Linked DNA regions of Zea mays: region 2 is linked to region 1. Evidence: chromatin contacts called from public Hi-C data. All regions are on one chromosome and are shown on one strand. Each heading gives the region's core, a stretch centred on a gene start, on an enhancer-like site or on the middle of the called end of the contact. The rest is flanking DNA. Distances are from core to core; before and after follow the strand shown. Region 1 holds the start of LOC100282823 (riboflavin biosynthesis protein ribAB). Region 2 holds the start of LOC103635772.

The links. Hi-C and Micro-C count contacts between places; a contact is called where the count stands out from the background.
Region 2: a Hi-C map of ear shows a contact between it and region 1, with 1.7 times the contacts expected there. The contact joins the promoter of LOC103635772 here to the promoter of LOC100282823 in region 1. A contact is called at or near these places in 2 of 25 Hi-C or Micro-C datasets (ear and endosperm).

What each region holds. Positions count from the first base shown.
Region 1 is chr8:119,462,272-119,467,233 of Zm-B73-REFERENCE-NAM-5.0, forward strand. LOC100282823 (riboflavin biosynthesis protein ribAB) reads right to left here and starts at 3,397. Exons shown (of 7, transcript NR_178194.1): 1 at 3,211-3,397; 2 at 2,799-3,114; 3 at 935-1,156; 4 at 496-837; 5 at 247-376; 6 at 1-144. It overlaps LOC100284318, which reads right to left. Exons shown (of 9, transcript NM_001175443.2): 9 at 4,600-4,941. The coding sequence ends at 4,837.
Region 2 is chr8:119,986,461-119,991,079 of Zm-B73-REFERENCE-NAM-5.0, forward strand. LOC103635772 reads left to right here and starts at 2,858. Exons shown (of 4, transcript XM_008658152.3): 1 at 2,858-3,176; 2 at 3,299-3,743; 3 at 3,846-4,619. The coding sequence starts at 3,338.

The DNA of each region.
Region 1 (4,962 bases), core at 2,147-4,646:
CACGCCACGGCCGGCCTTCTCGATCAGCTGCATCGCCAGCTCCAGCTGGTTGCCGCAGTCGCAGCGGGCTGAGCCGAGGATGTCCCCCGTCAGGCACTCCGAGTGCACCCTCACCAGGACCTCTTCGCCGTCGCCGATATCGCCCTGCAGCGCAGACATTGGCGGTGGTAAGACTTGCATTTTTTTTGTTCTGTCCCTAGAACTAGAAGATGATGGAGACGTGGCTGGCACAGGTGATCGCATTACCTTCACAACAGCGATGTGCTCGGTTCCATCGAGCCTGGACTGGTAGCAGTAGGCTCGGAAGAGGCCCCATTTCGTCGGCAAGCGAGACACAGCAATCAGCTCCACCAGCTTCTCCCGCTTTCTCCTATACCTGAACCAAACCAAACCACACACATTTCAGTTTCCAGGCATATATGCAAGCAGTACAGCACAACCAAAAGATTAAACAAAAAAAAGCAACGGAAGCTTTCAAGTTCACAAAGGCTTCACCTTAGGATATACTAACCGGATGAGATCAGCAATCGAAACGATGGGTATGTCATGCTCCATAGCCATCTGCTGGAGAACCGTTACGCCTGCCATCGAACCGTCCCTGGGGTCCATGACGGTGGAGAGAACGGACACAGGACGGAGACCTGCCAACGCAACCAGATCCACCGACGCTTCTGTGTGGCCAGCTCTCTTCAGCACGCCCCCGTTCCGGTACTTGAGGGGGAATATGTGGCCTGGTCTCCTCAGATCACTGGGCTTGGAGTCAGAGGAGGCTAGAGTGAGGATGGTCTTCGCCCTGTCTGCAGCCGACACACCCGTAGATATGCCAACCCTGGCATCCTGAAGAGATAATTTGCAGAACAAAAAAATCAAAATCTTTTCAAGTCTGGTGCATCTGGGAATTTGCCAAGGCTATATATGAGATGACATAACATACCACTGTCACCGTGGAAGCAGCAGCCGTGATATCTTCGATTTCTGTGATAGGGGACATCATCGGAATCATCAGTCTAGTCAGGTCCTCCTCCTCCATGCCTACCGAGATAATCCCAGAGCCATTCCTGATCATGAATGCGACTGACTTCTGGTCCACTAGAGTGGCCGCCATCACAAGGTCGCCTTCGTTGTCGCCGTTCTCATCATCTACAGCAATAACAAACTGGAGAAGGATGAATAGTTAACTTGGTAGCTAAACTCAACTGTGCTACGGAAACAGTGCTAATACAGGTATCACATTCAAGGTCCTGTCCTGAGTTTTGAAGCGAAGGACTTTTGCTCGATGTTAGTGTCAACATTGTTTCACTTGAGCCTTATCATTTTAAGGAAAAGTAAATAGGTTTGAGCAATAGAAAGGTGCACGCACATTGATTGGTACAACGTTTAAGGATAAGAACAGGATTCGCTACTGTATATGTCAGCTGCTGAATTCAGTGAATCATTCTTGATTAGGAGCTGCTACTATCATCGACAACAATAACAAAGTCTTTAGTCCTAAGCAAGTTAGGATATATGCTAGATTTAAAGCATAACACAAGCCACATGTCAAGGTTTAGACACGTGGATAACTATTTTCTATGGACCCCTATTCAAGTCTAAATCTTTATGTATATTTTATCCTTTCAAGTCTTATTTTACTGTCTCTTCCCCTATCAATTTCACCCTTCTCCCGTCTCTCTTCCCATTACTATCGCGCCTTAACACCCTACTACACATTGGTGCCTCTGGAAGTCTATTAGATACGTCCAAACCATCTCAATCGATATTGGACAAGCTTTTCTTCAATTGGATCATTGTTCTAAACTCGATCTCTTCTTGTATGGGCATCAATCTAACACAACATACATATTTCCGCTTATGTGCTAAACATGTCTATGTTTTTGTAGGCCACCATTCTGCACCATACAACATAACAAGTCTAATCGTCGTCCTATAAACTTTCCTTTTATATTTATGGTACCTTTTTGTCACCTACAACGCCATATGTTTGATGCCATTTTACCCACCCTACTTTAAGTCTATGGTTAACATCTTCAGCGATATCCATCACATTTCTGCATTGATCCTAAATACCGAAAGATATTCTTAAAGGGCACTACTTGACCTTCCAAACTAATATCTCCTTCCTCATATGTAGTAGTGCTGGAGTTATATCTCATAGATTTGGTTTTAGTTGTACTGAGTTTAAAACCTTTAGGCTCTAGAATCTCCCGCCACAACTCTAGTTTCCTATTTACTTTTGCCAGGATTTTATCAACTAACATTACATCGTCTAAAAAAACATACACCAAGAGATATCTCGTTATATGTCCCTTATGACCTCATCTATCGCCAAGGAAAAAAATAAGGGCTTAAATCTGATCCTTAATATAGTACTATTATAATTGGAAAGTTTTCTGTGTATCTGTCACTTGTTCGAATACTAGTCATACATTATTGTTGAACATGTCTTTAGTAAGTCTGATGTACTTTGTTGAAATTTTAAGTTTGTCTAAAATCCAACCCATAATATTTTTTAGTATTTTATCATAAATCTTCTCAAGCATGTATTGCACAGTACACGAATATGATCTCCAAGTAGGACAATCCAATCTAGCCTGATCATGCACGTTCAATGCCCATGAATGGAACAAAGCGCAGGGATGAGAAGTGTAATACATGCTGAAACTATGAAAATAATAAAGAATACTGGATCCATGCCCAGGTTCAAAACAAACTATGAGATACAAAACATAGTAAAGACAAAATTATAGCGATGAAAAGTGTTAAGGTGTGAAATACACTTAATGTAGCCATTCGCCTACCTTCCCTTCACGCAAAGCACCTATAGCCTGGTCGATCGAGGAGAACCCATCGGTAGGTTTGTCTGGATCACCCTCTGCGTCACTGACAAAGAAATCTCCAGTGTCCTGAGTGATTTCAGCACCGACAGTTCTAAAAGAACCAGCAGACGCATCGAGTCCCTGGAAAACAGGTCCATTACTGTTCTCGATGAAATGCTTACTAAAGCGCCCTGGACCACCGAGTTCATCGCCGATCGCGTAACATCTTAACTTCAAGCATCCCTTTTTTATGACTGCAAATCCTATACTGTTGAGGCCACCAGGACCCTGCTGCAACCTGAAAAGATTGGAACAACTGGCAGGTTACAGAGAAAATACACGAACTCTTCAAAGGCCTTCTTCCACAGACAAAAGAGTTGGGAGGAATCGATACCTCGTGTTTGCATGAGCGTGAGATGGCAAGTGGGAGCTCAGAAGAACACGGTCCATTTGGTGATCCCAGGCTCCCAGTTTGCAAAAGCGTTTGGCTTATATACCTTTATCGCCTGCAGTGTCACAGCACCTCTCAGCCCGTCGTTTGGAGTTATCTGCTCATGCAGATAATGGAAGGAAAAAAAAAAACCGACGGAGTGGAGGGAAACTGACCACATGTTTCTGAGCTGCAAGATAGAAGCAGCCGAATCCGGCACATCGCACACTTCAGGTGATGACAAAGAAACCACGCTTCCAATGCCTTCTGCTATGGGTCAAAAGAAATGTAAGCTGGACGAGACAGCGACAAGTGAAAGATATTTTTGCAGATAGCATCTTTTGGACGGTTTCACGAGATAATGTATCTTCTTCCTTCCAGGTCAATTTCCATCGGAAGTGGGTAGAAGGTTTGCGAGTTCTCTCTTTTTTTTTCCCAGTCAGTAAATGGTCACCACGTTGTAAAAAAAAACAACAACAGCGATTTCATCAGTTATAGACTGTGTGTGTGTGTGTGAAGTGACGGTGAGCATTTCTTTTGAAGAAATCTAAATGCTTAAGCAACATTTGAGACCGGGAGTTTCATGAATGAATTTGAAAGTGTCGGCACTTCGCACTGGAGAGTAGCAGAAGATCCTACCAAGAATCAGGCATCAAGCCAGTTGCCAGCCTGAAAATCAATCGCCTTCAACCTTCAGCTCCTTTCACAAATACTTCCACCGCTTGCAGGACAGAACAACCGAACCCGTTGGTGAAGAGGCCGCGTCATTTGAGGAACGGAGGCCATGGTCGCGACCGCAAGCAGCCGCGGCCAAGTGGTAGTAGAGTCCCCGAACGAAGGAAGCAAGGGCGGGCGCGGCCATGGGCGCTAGGGAAGGTACGTGCATCCGTCTGAAAAGAGTGGAATAGTGAGCGGTGGCTGCCGCGGCGGGGGTGTGGAGGTCTTGGCCGCCGGCGGCAACGTTAGCATTTGGGAGGTCGCGGAATCGGCAGTTCCGCCGGCCGCTTCAGACCGTAGATGCTAATGCAGTATTACTTCCATCCTAAAGAAAAAAAAATCAACCATCACATTCACATATACTAATTTGGTGTTTATCACATTCACATATACTAATTTAGTGTTTGTTTGGGATTATAATCTGGCCAGATTATATAATCTAACAACTTTTGGCTAATAAAAAGTGTTTCTCTGTGTGCGTGAGAGAGAGAACCACTGCACTACGTCCATGCTCTGGTTATTAAGCTTGTATTATCGCCATCTAGCATCTGACAATCGCCTGCTGTAGGCACAGAGCAGCGTGATCAGCCTCATTCAGTGTAGGCAATTGAGCGAGAAAACCAGGATCGCAAGATTGATTAGACTCGCAGCAGCAACATGACTATTATATATGCTTGATGTATGTTAATACAGACATAAAACGCAGAGCAATTGAAACAAACAGAGAACCCAAAGCGTAATCCAATAACTGCCCCCGTCGCATCAGACAACAACTCACAAAGATTTTCTTCCAAAACAAAAATCCACAATGACCCGTTAGCGTTTCACATGACAGCAACAAGTGGCAGCTGAGCTGAGCAGAGCCAGATTTTCTCAGGCCCGTTTCTTCCTGCTCCCCTTCCCCAGCTTGGACTTGCGCTGCTTGAACACGTGCTGGTACAGCTTCAGCCACAGGAACGGGTAGAGCACCAGCACACCCTGTGTCACGGCAAGGCGCAT
Region 2 (4,619 bases), core at 1,608-4,107, 520 kb after region 1:
ACTTTAGAACCAAAATCTCACAAAATGAAAACACTGGCCTAACCGAGGCACAGGTTACAACAGACATCTGAAGATATTTCCAGGCCCTAAACGCAGATGGCATGGCATCCTGCTTTGAGAAACACGAATTTTGTTCCGCGGTGCCATTACCGTTGGCGCTCGCTGCCGGCAGCGGCATGCCTAGCCCCAGCCCCGCGGCGGCGAGCTTGGCATGGATGCGGGGGCGAGCTTGACATGGATGCGGCGACGAGCTTGGCATATAAGTAGTTCATCTACAACAGTACAAAAACATCAATACCAAGTGTCAAAAGAATTGTACAACAATGGTTGAGGAAAGAATAAAAGCAACAGAATTGTTGCGGGGCCTCTCATGTATTTGTGTGTGCCCAGCAACCCTAGAAGGATAACGCATAATTAAAGTTCATACACACACATGTATATACAAACCGTCATTGGTTTATCTAGGTTCGCATCAATAGAAATTCAGCACAGTGGTCCTAAGCAAGGCCTATATGTAGCACTCTTAAATCTTAATGGTACATCTGTGCAGATCACCCACACAAAAATGTACTCCCAGCTTCTAGATTCTAATGTATCATGATTACTACTGTGCTTTCTATAGACTGGCAGTCCCAGTGCAAGTAAACTGGGAGTAAATTACATTTTATATAAGAGAAGACATAGTTTGATGATGAAAAGCTTTCTGCTGTCCACCATGCACTATAGGTACAACAAAATCGACTAAAAAGTTGCAGTAGCAACGCAAACAAGTGAATCAAGTATTAAGTATACTACAGGTTCCCAAGTCTCAATCAATACACTAAAGTGCTAATCAGCATGGAGTAACCAATAAATGCATTCGTTGGGACAAAAACAAGAAGACATAAGCACGCTTACCCTCGTGGAAACCCTGAGCAGCAGAGCTAGGACAGGTCTGCACACAAGAGAAAATGTTACCAGTAGGATTAGTCAGCATTCACATTCCTCTGGACGCAAGCAAAATCTAACCTAATGCTGTGGAGTCGCACATCAGTGTCCAGCTACTTGTGAGAGCGCAATCCACCTCAAGGAGCATCGCGGGATTCACATTCCACAGTAGAAGCCTGACAACGGGAGCAAGGGGGCCAGGGGGTGTAACAACTGACCTTCTCGCGGTCGATTGGTTCGGGGCGGAGGCGCGCCATCGGGGGCGGACCACGGTGCTGCATGCGAGACTTACCGAACCCCAAAAAACAGGGTGCTCGATGACGACATCAATCTGGGGTGACCTGAAGGAGCCCGAGAAGCCGTCGCAGGGTATTCCTGTTCCTACCGGCAGCAGGGGAGGAGAAATCCGTGGGCGCGCGGTTGGAGCTCTCGGGCATCGCGCAATCGCCAACTCGTTGTACCCGAAGGCGTCGACGACGCAGTCGAAGTCGGTGGCTGGCGCGAGCGACGTCGCCAGGTGGGTGTTTTCGTTTACCTATCCCACCCAGATCTGGTAGGAGTAGCGAGGTTTGGGAGGAGGACATACCAGGGTCGAGGCGTAGAGGTGGCGCTCCAGCGGTGACCATGGCGAGGGGGAGGGTGCGCCCTGCGGCGGAGGTGGAGGCGATGGGAGGTCATGGCGGCGCGGTCGTCGTTGTCGGGGGCCGTGAGGCATCTATCGCGGCAGGGGCAGGGCCGCAGGGGACGAGCAGCGCGGTAGAGAGAGGAACGTGCGGGGAAGGTTAGGGATTGGGGTGCGGTCGTGCGGTGGAGGGGAATGGAGCGTGAGAGACGCAGATGCACGATAGGATACGGACGGTCCAGATTGATGGACGACAGAACGAGGGGAGGCAAACTACTATTGCTTACTTAATAAGTAGTAGAGATTATACTTGCTCTATAGCAAACTTAGTATATCTCAGTCCCTTTCTTGTTTGAGTGAATCTATACAAACTTGTGTTAGGAAAAACTTTTGTTCGTTGTGGTTTTAAAGTTATATATATATATATATATATATATATATATATATGCTATTTTAGTAGTGAGATATATGGTCTAGACATCTTGGTGAGACGTTCAAGGAAACCCTTTTTTAGTGTTTATATTTATACTATATCTATATGTGAGACAATTCTTTTATTTGTTGTATTTGTAAGTTATATGTGCTACTAACACAATGTTTGTGCGTTGCGATCGCTATATATTACATAGTTAGATTTTATTTAACTTGATCAGAGGATGACCTAACTCGTTGTCCATTGAGCCCGTTGTTCATTCTATTTATCCCATAGTTGTATTTTGTTTAACCTCGTCTGAGCACGATCTGGCCTACCGTTGTCAATTAAGTTCATTGTCCATTGGTTTCTCTTGGAGAGGTTTGGATAGGGTTAGGATAGGGAAAGGGAAATAGGATAGGATAGTTTGCACCAAAAATTGCACCTTCCTTGCATATATACATTTTATATATTAAGAGTTTTGTTGGGTCTTTAATAACTTAAAACCTATCAATCGTCATCCACCGCCAGTCTCACCCATCTCTTCCAGGCATCACCTCTTCGTCCTCTTCAGTCTCATAGTTTTTTTTTGCTTTATTGCTCACGTACATTGGTTGGTAAAAGCAAACTTCACTCCCTTGATGCAGATTCTTCTCTTGTTTAGCTAGCTATCCAGAAGATATAACTTATGCAATCAATTATATTGGTGTAAATGTGTAATTAAGCAATCTCGTGCATTCAATCGTAATATAACAGTGATTGCTATTTTATATTTAACCATTTCCACCTAAAACCTACCAGAATGGTACTAGCTTTTAGATAGATAAAAAGGGTCAATCAGAATCCCATTTTACATTTCTAGATGAACCTACCAGAATGTTTAATGTGATTCTGGCGTGACATGCACAGAGAAGCATTAGGAAAATACGACGGTGACGACTCACGACACGAGCATCAAAACAATCTCTACCCTCCCCGTGATGAGAGAACACAGAACAGTCTGTACCCGCTTGAGCTCGGGCCAAGAGCGCCGATACACGATACGGCAGCCGAGCACACTCTTCCCCTTCCTGACCTCCACTTCCTAGCTCGGCCCCGGCTCCGCATCTATCTATCTCTCGCCCTGCCGTCTCCGGAGACCGGAGCTGCTCTCACATCCCCACGCGCGCGCCCTCGACCCCGACCACGTCCCCCGCCCGCTCGGCGCTCGCACAGGTAAATTCCGTGCTCCCCCGCACTGATCCGCTCATAGGGTTTCGGCGCCCCGCCGGATCGATGAGAAACTCCGAGCTCCCCCTCTCGCTGACTTCCTGCCACCGCTGTTCAAGTCCTTCCAGATTCCCTCGTCCGGGGAGCGGCGCTGAGGTCTCGCACCGATGAGCTCGGGGGCCATCGGGGCCTCGGATCCTGGGGGTGGCGAGACGAAGCCGGTGGCGGGCGGTGACGTCACGACGTCGGAAGCTGCGGGCGAGGTGCCTGCTTTCGCCGCCGATGTGAAAGTGGAGGGGAAAGCTACGTTGGCGACGGATGTGGATCGTGAAGGGGGAGATACGGCGGTGAGCGACCCGCTCTACGCGAACGAGTCAGCTGGTATGGTTGGTGCCGAAGGCCACGGAGATGAGCCCGCGGAGGGCCTGGAGGCGGTGAATGGTGAGGAGGAGATGCTAGAAGCAGGAGCTCGTGATCTGCTCACTGAGACGGAGAAGAATCCGGTTCTTGTGGTACATGTGCCTGCTGCTGCTGCTGGTGGTGGTTCTGCCATTCCTGAACATGCTGAAGCCGGTAAGGAGACTGCTCAGAGCCCTGTGCTTGTAGGCGTGCTGCATATTGATGGCACCGTTTTTACTCATCAACATCTTTAATTATATCCCTATTCCATTTCAGAATCTAACAAAGTTGAAGATCATGTAAACGTGGAGCCTGGGACAAAGAATAATGAAAGTGATAATGGCATAGCTCATTTTGATAAGGAAATACAGAACAATGTGCCTGATGACATAGAGGAAAGCTCCAAGGAACATGAAGGTGATGGAGCACCTGTAGTTGACCAGACAAATAATGCATCTGAAATGCTCCCACAAACCGGAGAGCAGTTTCCTGATGTTGAAAATAGCACGGACAGCAACCTAGAGGCTGCTAGTCTGGGTAGTGTGGATCAGGGTGCTAGATACTGCCTGCCTCCTCATGATAAAGGCGGGTTTCAAGTTGCTGATCTTGTCTGGGGTAAAGTGAAAAGTCATCCTTGGTGGCCTGGTGAAATTTTTGATCCATCAGATGCATCTGAATTGGCTCTGAAACATCAGAAAAAGGGCAGCCACTTGGTAGCTTATTTTGGTGACAACACTTTTGCGTGGTGCGATGAATCCCAGTTGAAGCCTTTTGTGACAAATTATTCACAAATGGAGAAACAGAGCAGTTCAGATGCCTTTGTTGGGTCAGTTAATAATGCACTTGAAGAACTGTCAAGGCGGATACTGTCAGGTATGAGCTGCTCTTGTTTGCCAGAAGAGCTTGCTGATAATGGCATGTCCTATACAGTTGATAATGCTGGGCTCAAGGATGGAGTTACTTGCTCTGCAGTTAATCGGCCTGAAATCTTAAACTGTTTCAGTCCAGAAAACCTTCTTCATTATATTAAGGAGTTAGCTCTATTTCCTG